2 separate regions of the Gossypium hirsutum genome follow, and region 2 is linked to region 1. A link is a contact called in public Hi-C data. All regions are on one chromosome and are shown on one strand. The core of a region is the stretch at or near the end of the contact, and the rest is flanking DNA. Distances in the headings are between cores, read along the strand shown. Region 1 has its middle 6.1 kb from the start of LOC107909339. Region 2 has its middle 3.9 kb from the start of LOC107953740.

Region 1 (5,456 bases), core at 1,833-4,332:
AAATAATAATAACAATAATCATTTACCAAAACAAATTTATGCTAAGGGTATTCTAGTCATTTTAGTTTTTTCCATTATGTTATTACACCTCTATTCCATTCAACCAAACACAAGATTACTATTACGCCTCTATTCCATTACATTCAACCAAACAGTTGATTTGCTATTACACCTCTAATCCAATACAGCGAACCAAACGCACCCTAAAAATGTCGATTAGTGATTGGAAGGTGGGGATTGTTCACCTCATTTATCGCCACGAAAGCAGGGGAGCGGACTCGCCGTGTGAGTGTGGCTGACCCCACCGGAAAGCAAAGTAAGCTCCTCTGTTGTTTTTGCCTTACCATCAAGATTCATGTATCCGAGTCGATTTCTTTTTTTTTTCCCATCATTACTTTTAATATTAATATCTACTTTTTTATATAATATTTAAAATTATTTATAGTCCCTTTTTAATTTATAAATAAAAATATAATACACTTCAATACATTCAAGTCTATATTTTTTATATTAATAATAATATCTACGCGAATCAAACTAAAAACTCAATTAACTATTAAACCAGATGTTAAACGGGTCTTGATAAATTTTAAAAATGTTAAATGATTAAATTGTGTTAGTGGCAATTATCAATGTCAGCTATGAAAGAAACCGCAGAATATTATAAAATTGATTTTTTTTTTTGGTATGTTTAATCAATGTATCATGATTATTTATTTTTACATTTTTATGATTTTGAGCAATAAATGACTAGATTATAATTGAAGAAAAGATTGGATTAAGTAAAGTTAGTTTTCAAGAGTTTTAATTTGATCTATTATCTTAGTTAAATAGATTCATATTTTGAAGAAATTAAGCAATGACTCTTCAATATGATTATGTTTTCTTATAAAAAGATATTTGTTTTCTTTAAAAGTTTGTGTTGGGAATATCTATCACTTTACAGACTACATCAAAGGCTATTTTGAAAAGATATTAATGAGATTGAGAGAGTACTTATCATGTTAATGTGAAAAATTTATTTTTGTGCAAATTTATTGTAAGCAAATAGTTTTTATTGCTTAATTTGCAACTAAGCTTTGAATAAGTGAAAGTCTTGAGGAGAGCGATCTAGATTGTGTATAGGAATGAGGTTGTAACTTGTTAAGTAAATTAGACTTGAATAATATTTTGTATTAGTTGATCGGTAGTGTATTACTCTTTAAACAAGACCTCACAATTATAGAAAATTTTCAAATTACGTAACCAAATTATTGTGTTCATCTCTAATTTTTAATTATTAATCAATTCATCCATATTGCGTAATGAAATTATTGCCTAATCAATTTTATAATATATATGTATAAAAATGCGAATTTACTACTGATAATAAAAAATTTAGTATTAATTAATTTACAACTAATTATTGTGATAATATTTTTTCTTGATTTTATCATCACATTAAACAAACAACTTAATCAATTAAACTTTGTATTTATAATAAATCTTTTAAAAGCAATCTTACAGAGCAATGGATAGCATCTACTATTGCAGATGAAGATAAACCCTAGCGGTTCACTTTCGTGCGACTCTCGACATTAATTATCAAATCCAGGAAAAAGGAAATAGCAAATAATGCTACAAAACAAAGAGAAGGAGAAGTGGAACACAATGTAAATGCTGCAAAAACAACTAGAGAATACCAAAAGATTAAGCTGTCCTCAAGGAAATGCTACAAAACCACGGATCATAGGGACATTTCAAGAACTTGATAAAACAGATTTCTTTCCAGAAATATTCTAATGAAAGGATGAAGCAGAGGAATTAAATCTACAGAAAGGATATATATAACTCACCTTTCCAACACGTGCCAACATTTCACTTTTTTTTTTCTCTCTCGAGCCTCTTGTATGCGGAGAGGATACATGTAACAGGTCCGAATCAGTTGTTTTGCTGTCATTTCGTTATTATTTTGTTTTTATTGTTTGAATTTTCTATGACTCTTGTTGTTTATGGTCAATTTTGGTATTATTTTAGAAGCATTTAATTTTTAAGTTACAATTATCTCAGTGTTAGTTAAGTATAAATATTTTTTTAATTAATTTTTATTTTATTGAGAATTATTTACTTTAATGTTTCTAGTACATTAGATATATAATATTTTTTAAATTTATTTTTACAAAAAAAAATAATCTAAAAATAATAATATAAACTGGTTGAGTCAAAGTTGAGTTTAATATTTTTAATTTAGATCAGGCTTACTAGAATTCTAGACCCAGTTATATTTAAACTTAAAAAAGAAATTTAAAAATTTGCAAAGGCCTAACCTAGTCCATGATTAGGTATGGGTGTGACCCTTTCAAAATACGCGTGACAAGAACAGAAATTCTCCATCTCTTTTGCATACCTCTGTTAGTGTCTCATCAATCTTATTCGTCCAAAGTGTAAAAGTGAATTTAATGTTTTTGTTTCTTGTTAACACATTCAATTTTCTCAAAAAAAAAACTATTAATTTTCTCTGACAAAAAAACATAGCGAATTCTCTTTTTCTTATTATTATATAATTATAATAAAAATAATTCGATCCAAGATCTAACCCTATATAATAAAATTCTACAGATATCTTAGGAGATTGTTTTCTTCTTCTCTACTTCTAAACCAAAATCTTCTCCATCTCCACATCCGTTAGTTCAATGTATCAACACTTCTCAATGACTTTTTGTAGCTAAAACATAGTTATTACCATGTACCAGCCATTAAAAGAACAGTATACCAAGTTACCATACAAATTGTAGATCCAGAAGAAACATGCACCAACGTCTAAACCAGAAACTAAGACCATGTTTGCAGGGTTTTTTTGAGCAATAATTCTGAAAGCTTCTATTTAATCACCAGTGAAGTTGAATCTCAAAACCCACTGATTGATTTACCCTTTACAGTAACCATTTGTATATGTTAAACCCATAAGCGTGAGTTTATTGCATCTCTATTTTGATAAACATGAATAATGAAATCATGTCTTTATTTAAGATTTGAATTTTCATGGGACCAAAGTAAGAAGCAAGTGCGCTCTATCCCATTCGATGTTGACATTTAGTCAATTCGGACAATGTTGAACCACCACCCCCTTCGCTTTACCCTTTCATCATCATCTCTTGTCTTCATTAATAGACTAATTATTATTTGACATTTTTTGCTACATTAGACTAATATTATTATCTTCAACTTCACACAAAATTCATCCTCTACACACTACCTAATAATATATATTGTTTTCATTTTATAAATAAAATTTACTATATTATCCACAAACCCATAAATAATATTTGTTTTAAAAAAATTTATACAACAATAAAGCATAACATTAATTGAAACCATAATACGTAGATAGTAAGTATCATAATATTTTGGGTTTAAATTCTATTATGTACAATTTTTTTAAAAAAAATTTATATAGAACGATAAATTTATTCTTTTTTTTAAGAATGTATTGTGTTGTTAAAATTAGGGGATTTTAGTAATTTTACATGACTGAATTGAAATTTAATTGATGAATGACACTAACTCAATCAAAATCTTAAAAGTAGTATAGATATTGTTATTGACTCTTAAAAATTGTGACTTTTAATAAACTTTTTATGTCTACAAAACGTAAACTTGATATTCTTGAATTTGAATGTGATTTATTATATATTTTGTAAAAAAAATGCATAATTTATGTATAAAATAATTAAAATTTAATGCAAATTGTATAAAGTATGTACAAATATGAAATTCGATCATTCCTCTATATAGCAACTACTCTTTATAACTATACTTTATTAGAATAGTTAAGTTTATTGTAAAACTGATTTTAATATTATTTTTACTTGTTACAATAACTTTTCATCTATAACAATAAATATAAAGCATGAAATACATTATTTACTAAATTAGTTGTTTATAACAATCTCTAGTCTCAAATTTTAATAAAATTAATTCTACTCTTAAGTCAAATGAAAATAATAAATTTTAGTTAATATATTATTCTAGGGATTATATAATTTGAGGGAAAAAAACAGCAAACACCAATAGTAGGACAAGTTCTACCAACACAACAAAAATTTTAGCCTAAGCATTAGAATATTATAACATGTAGCCAATTGGTTTTGTCACGACTCAAGTATGGTATCTAGAGTAATTCAAGCACTTAAGACGATAAAAAAATCAACCACAGATGGTCCAAAGTGGAGGGCAACAATCGGCAAAAGAATCGAGCATTCACCAAACTAGAGAAGACGGCGACAGAATCATCTCTAAAATCATTTGCAAAAGTAATACTACATGTATAAGCTAGACTAAAAAATGTGCTACAATAGCAAATAAAAGCTTTTAAAAATGGAACTTATTGAATAATGGAAAATAAGCAAAAATAATATATAAAACTTAAAGACAACACGAGTTTAATCTAACTTGTGAAATTATTTATTATTCTCAAAATAGAAATAAATTAAGAAGCTGATGAAGAGCTATCCACTTTTGTTAGTGATCAATGGAGTTTCAGTGACAAATGTATCGCTATCTGTCAATCACAACCTATAAAAATAATAAGGATACCCACAATATAAATTTGTAAACTAAAAAGAAAGAATCACACTAAGCTTATAAGAAAAAAAAAGATGAAGAAGAAACAAACGTATTGGAGGAGAAAAAGAACAAATTTTAGTTCTCATAAGTCTTAAAACCATGAGGTTCTTTAATTAAAATGCATATCACTATTCCCCGGCTATATTTTATGGGTGTTTTATATCATTAAAATGTACACAATTTTTTTAAGGTTTTCATATTATATATGCATATATACATTAGAGAAGAAAGCCAGAATAAATTGGTGCCGAAAGGGTCACGTCAGGAACCCAATAATTCATTGAGATAATGATGATTGAGAAGTTGATGACTTTATATGTTCCTACGGAGCCACGCAGACGGTTCGCGGCCTGCACTTGTTCGAAAAGAGTTGGGCCGGTTGGAAATCACTTTATATTCGTTTATCAAATTAAACTAAAAATATTATTAAATTTATCATTAAAAATTAAAAATTAAAAATTATATTAATTTATGTATTTTATAAAATTATAAAAAAATTATATTATTTAAATCCTAAAATATTATAAAATTATGATAAAAAATTTTATTATAAAAGATAATTTATATATTACAAAAGTGTTATAATATTCCGATTATAAAAAATTATGGTCAAATGTAAATATAATTTATTTATTTGTTCATACTATATATTATAAAAATAATATATTTATTCATGAAAAATTATCATAATTTTTTTATTATAACTTATTTATAAAAATATATATATTTCTAAAGTTAAGTGAAATATATTATTATCTATAAGAAGTTCTATACATATGTTTTGAATAATTTATAAAACATTTTTTTTACAAAGGTAATATATTATAAATTTTATATTATCATTTACTTAA
Region 2 (5,649 bases), core at 2,863-5,362, 41 kb before region 1:
AAGGCAAATGCAGCGATTGGAAACTAGTTGTTCAAACAAAACGTTATATACAATAAAAGCAAGAAAAAAAATCAAAACATCAAAAGGGAAAGTGAAAAAACCATGGTAGTTGGAACCCTTTTGGTACAATGATACGCTTCGTTCTAGCAATAAATCGTAAATTTTAAGTTATGTTTCAGTATAAATTTTGACCGGTATTACTTGCGTATCGGTTGATTTCATTTGTACCTATTAAAATATGGTCTATCGGTCAGAACTCAAAAATTTAATTTTAAAATGTTTTTTAAATTTTTATTATTTATTTGTAATAAAAATTAATATATTTTAAATTTATTTTTATTTTTATAATTTATTTGTACAAAAATAATTTTAAATATATTATAAATTTAAATTTTTTATTTTTATTTTGAATTTGTTGAATTATGAATCATGGTAGTAGATACTGTCCCAGAATCGCCCATCTCAGTCGGAACGCGCTGTTTTAGTAGCAAATCAAAACACAAACTTTAGGTTCCATTCTGGTGCAAATTTCTATTGGTATCGCTTGTATCGGTACGTACCAGTTGATTTCACCATACCAACCAGAGTATGGTGTATCGGCTGGTACCCAAAAAAATCAATTTTAAATATATTTTAAATTTAAGTTTATTTTTATAATTAATTTGTACAATAAAATAATTTTAAAATATATTTTAATTTTAATTTTTTATTAGTTATTTTAAATTTGTTTAACGATGGATTGTATTTGTGAATCTTATTAAATAATATTTTATATAATTGATGAGTTTATTTTTTGTATCTTTAAATTTACATATGGTCAGCTTTGAAACCCATGCCACCAATTTCTTTTTAAATTACAACCTCAATCAAAGTTTTATTTTTCTTATGATTATTTTATATTTGAGATTTATTTAATCTCAATATTTGATATTTATAAATACTTTTATATACATATATCAAATGTTTTTAAAAAGTAACGACAACTTCAAAACAGTACACTGAAATAGACCGATACCAATATGTATCAGTACCAATAGAAAAATGATGCATCTATTAGTGCAATACTAACTACCGTGTTATGAGTTGTTATGCATAGTATAAGATAATCTGTTGTTTAATTTATGTTTTTTTTTTGCTTGTTTCTTCTTTTAGTTTGTTTAATGGTAGATTGTATTTGTGAAGTTTAGTAAAGAATGTTATATATAATTGATGAATATATTTTTTGAAATCTTAAAATTTACTTATGGTCAGGTTTGAAACCCATGCTACTAGCATTTTTAAAATTTTTTTTTACTGTCTCAACTAAAGTTTTATTTTTTAATAGTATTTTATATTTGAGATTTATTTAATCTCATTATTTGATATTTGTAAATAATTTTTAATATACTTATATCAAATGTTTTTCAAAAATAGCGATAACTCCGAAACAGTACACCAAAATAATACTGATACATATCAATACTAATAGAAAAATAGTATGTCTACCGGTACCATACTGACTACCTTGAGAAAAACACATCTCAGTGTTCTCCTTTTTCTCCAACTAGCAAAAGGATCAACCGAGACCTCTTAGGTTTCAATCCTTGTAAATGAAAGTCGACATTGAAGAACAAGAAGTGTCTGAAGAGGAGAAACCCTTAAGAAAAAATAATAGTGAACCCAAGGCCAAAACCTAGTCTACAAACTCCAAACATCGTTACCGGCACCAACGTTGAAGCTCACCCAACACTGCACCTTTGCTGATCCCTTTCCACCACATTAGCCACTGTATCCGACACTTCTTCCATCCAGTAAGTTAAATCCTCCAACTTAAAACCCTCGTCAGCTAGCAAGTCGATGAGCTACAATTATCCTTTGTGGCTTTAGATAGATTGAGCTGGTTAGCAAAGTTTGTACTGTAAAAATTTATATAATAATCTCTTTCTTTAAGCATAACTTTCCGAAAAATAGGTTGTTGAATAGAATTGCATTAACAAATCCCTAATAAAAAATACATTTTATAATTTTAAATCTTTAATAAGAATACAATTTATAATTTTTTTTTCTAACCAGTCAATCTCTGGCCGCTATTGAACATGTTAAACACGACCCATGTGTATGAACTGAACCTTTCAACTTTTTGAGACTGGAAAGTAGTAAATTTGATGAGGAAAAGTAGAAACAATACCAAACCCTCCTAGCATTAATTGCACTTTCACATTAGGATGTTTTTATTCATTTCCCATGTCTCCACATTCAACCCCCAATTTGTTTGTTTACTGATTTTATTGTTATACTTTAATTATCATATTTTTCGATTTCTAGTTGAATCGTCTAACAAACGGATTCAAGATTTATAACATTAAGTACATATCAATACATAAATATTATATACCGTTGGAAGAAGTGAGAGTGAACTTATATCACCTTAACCCAAAACATAACTAAACTCTCATTGTAAAACTATTGAGGACACTGTGGTTATACAAAAATGAAACAAATAGATATTGTATAATTACAAAATAAGAAGGCCTTGCAAGTATTTTTTTAAAATTAATTATATATAAAAATGTCTTTATTTGATTAAGAATTAACATATATTTTGTGTCTTGAATTTGATGACTCGTATTCAGTTGATATTTACAATTTTTTTGAGGGCTTAATTGGCACTTAAACTTAAATTTCTTACATTTTTGTTATGTCGTTAGAATGTGATGATGTAACATTGACAATAAAAAATATGATAATATATGATAGCCTCACATTATGACATGCGTGAAGCATTAATTAAAAAAAACCTCTAAAAATATATAATTTTATAAAAAGAAAACATTATAAATACTATTTCAAATCCAAAAAAACCTATATAGATAAATGTCCAAATTTAGATAAATCTAGATGTCTATTTGTCTAGATTCATTCCAAATGCGCTTTTTTTATTAGTTTTATTTTTTGTAAAATATTTTGTATTTTATATTATTTTTTAAAATTAAAAAAATATGAAATATATAAATTCTAAAAGATCTTTTAAAATATAAAAAAATTATAAAAAAACTATAAAAATTATTTTACATCCAGAATGAATATGAGCAAATAGATGTCCAAATTCAAATGAACCTAAACATCTATTTGTCCAAGTTTATCCAAAGCATCCTTCTTTTGATAATTTTATATATTTTTAAATTTTTTATAAAATATAATGTTTTTATATTATTATTTTGAAATAAATATCCATAATATATAAAATCTAAAAAGTATTTTTAAAAAATTGTAAAAGATTATTTCATTCCAGAATTAATCTAGACAAACCTATAAAAGTAAATGTCCCAATTTAAATGAGCCTAGACAACGTTATCCAGATTCATTCTAAATATGCTTTTTAGTAATATTATATATTTTTAATCTCAAAATATATATTCACACTAGTCATGGATTCAATGAGTAAACAAATTTTACTTTGTTGAGTAATTATTCTATTGTGCCCCTCATAATGGTTCATTCACACACGCGCACACACACATATATATATATATAAGGCACGGTCCACTGATATGACGTGCTAGAAGTAATTAGGCGCCATACGTGGTGACACGTTATTCCCTTAAGAGTTACATATTTCTTAAATACTCCTAAAAAAGATTATGGATGAGTAGGATGAAACTAAGCAAGTGGTGGAAACTTATAACTAATAACTCTCCAAATTAGTAACAAATATACTTACGTGTCAAGCGAACTGTCACAACTTATATTATATAACATACCTAAAAAAAAAAGGAAGCTAGTAGATCCCAAATAATTTGACCATTTCAATAAACCAAAACATGGAGTGGAAATCCAGTTGGTTTAGGACAAAACATTTTAAATGTTTCATTTTCATTTTTACTTTTCTGGTGCATCTAAAATTTGATTCAACAAGTAGTGGTACAGATACCTGACGACACCAACTTTTTCAAACCATGTCAAAATCAATATGAATGTTCTCAAATAATTCATATCCACGAAACTTAAAGTCAAAAAGTCAATCCAAAATAAGCTTTTCGTTTTATTGTTCGTTTTCCATAACCTAAACTTGCTCATCATGATATCAGCAACATGACATGCGTAGGCTGATGGCCTCATCTCTTACGTAAACATCATTTACCCATGAAATTATTTAATCTATGGAGTTGGTGAAGACATAGGATATAGTCATATGCATTATTAATAACTTACATGAAGATGTGTTATCAATCTACTGTACTTAACAAAAGCTCTGAATTTAACTCCTGTATATTTATTTGGTGAATTTTAGCTTTTAAATTTTTAAAATTTAAAATTTTAATTCTCCCCAAATAATAAATTATTAAAACCGGTAAGTAAAGTTTTATTATTTTAAAATTTTAATGCATCATATATTTTATTATATATGTAAGGTCATGTTAGATTATTTTTTTCTCATATTTTATTAAAATCCAGTTAATAGATTAACAAAAGTTATTATACGTTAAGACTAAAATTTTAAAATTCGAAAAGTATAAATATTTAGAATGATTCAAATAAAGAATATGGAATAAATCTACGATTGCGTGAATAGTACAAGACTAGTAATGGGTAATTTTTAGTTTTTTTTTTATTTTTAACTTCCAATCTTCGTCAAATAATAAATTGTTAAAACCGTTAAGCAAAGTTTTACTATTTCCAAAATCTAATGCGTCAAACATTTTATTATATGTGTAATGTCATGTTAGATTTTTTTTTAATATATTACTCACTAAAATCCAGTTAATGGATTAACAAAAGTCATTTTATGTTAATACTAAAATTTCAAAATTCAAAAAGTATAGAGATTTAGAATGATCCAATTAGAGAATATAAAATAAATCTACAATTGTATGAATAGTACAAAACTAGTAATTGCGTGTAACCAAAAAGATTTAATTGCTACTATTTAGTGTAGGACTGAAATTTTAAATTTCAAAAAATAGAAGAGTTAAATTAGATCAAATAAAAATATATGAACTAAATCCACAATTTTCACGAAGTGGAAAGATTAATAAAAAAAATTAATCTTGTTTTTATTGATAGAATTTAAAATTATACATTAATAATCTATAAAAATATATGAATGATAAATGAACTTCCTTCCCTAGTATCTCTCCTTTTCTTGCACAATGTGTTTCATGCTTTTTGGGGGTTAAATTATATCCCTGTATTAAAGGTTGAAGAATAAATTAGTTTTATATTATAAATTTAATTTTGAAATAAACAAGGAAAAAGTTCAAGGCATAATGTACACTTTAAGTTTTTGAAGTATATCGCTTTCTTCACGTTGATTTTTAAAGGTTGTTTTAGCTCAATTCAATCCCTAATATTATAATATTTTCAGTTTAGTCATTTGGATGTTAAAAAATTAATAACTGTTATATTCAATCAATTATATGCTACCATGAGTCATACAATGGATCATAATGACACCATCATCCAAAAAAAAATTTATAGAATTTTTAAAAATAAAAAAATTATAAAATGACAAATTTATTAAAAATAAAAAAAATTAAAAAACTATAAAATTACAAAAAAAACAATATAAAAATTACTAAAATTTATTAGAAGTTTAAAAGAAATTAGAAATTTCAATATTTTAAAACTTTATAAATCACATTTACAAAAGCTTGAACATTGATATTGCCT

What was found. Hi-C and Micro-C count contacts between places; a contact is called where the count stands out from the background.
Region 2: a Hi-C map of leaf shows a contact between it and region 1, with 2.2 times the contacts expected there. The contact joins two enhancer-like sites. A contact is called at or near these places in 5 of 34 Hi-C or Micro-C datasets (fibers, leaf and petal).

The regions. Positions count from the first base shown.
Region 1 is chrA07:4,010,172-4,015,627 of Gossypium_hirsutum_v2.1, reverse strand. No RefSeq gene overlaps it. Among protein-coding and RNA genes, the nearest start is that of LOC107909339, 6.1 kb to the left of the region's middle. Within about 2 kb of position 3,082, at least 6 of the 9 cell types and tissues checked have an H3K27ac peak or open chromatin away from gene starts, as enhancers often do. A contact at or near this core is called in leaf, where this site is marked.
Region 2 is chrA07:4,051,899-4,057,547 of Gossypium_hirsutum_v2.1, reverse strand. No RefSeq gene overlaps it. Among protein-coding and RNA genes, the nearest start is that of LOC107953740, 3.9 kb to the left of the region's middle. Within about 2 kb of position 4,112, at least 2 of the 9 cell types and tissues checked have an H3K27ac peak or open chromatin away from gene starts, as enhancers often do. A contact at or near this core is called in leaf, where this site is marked.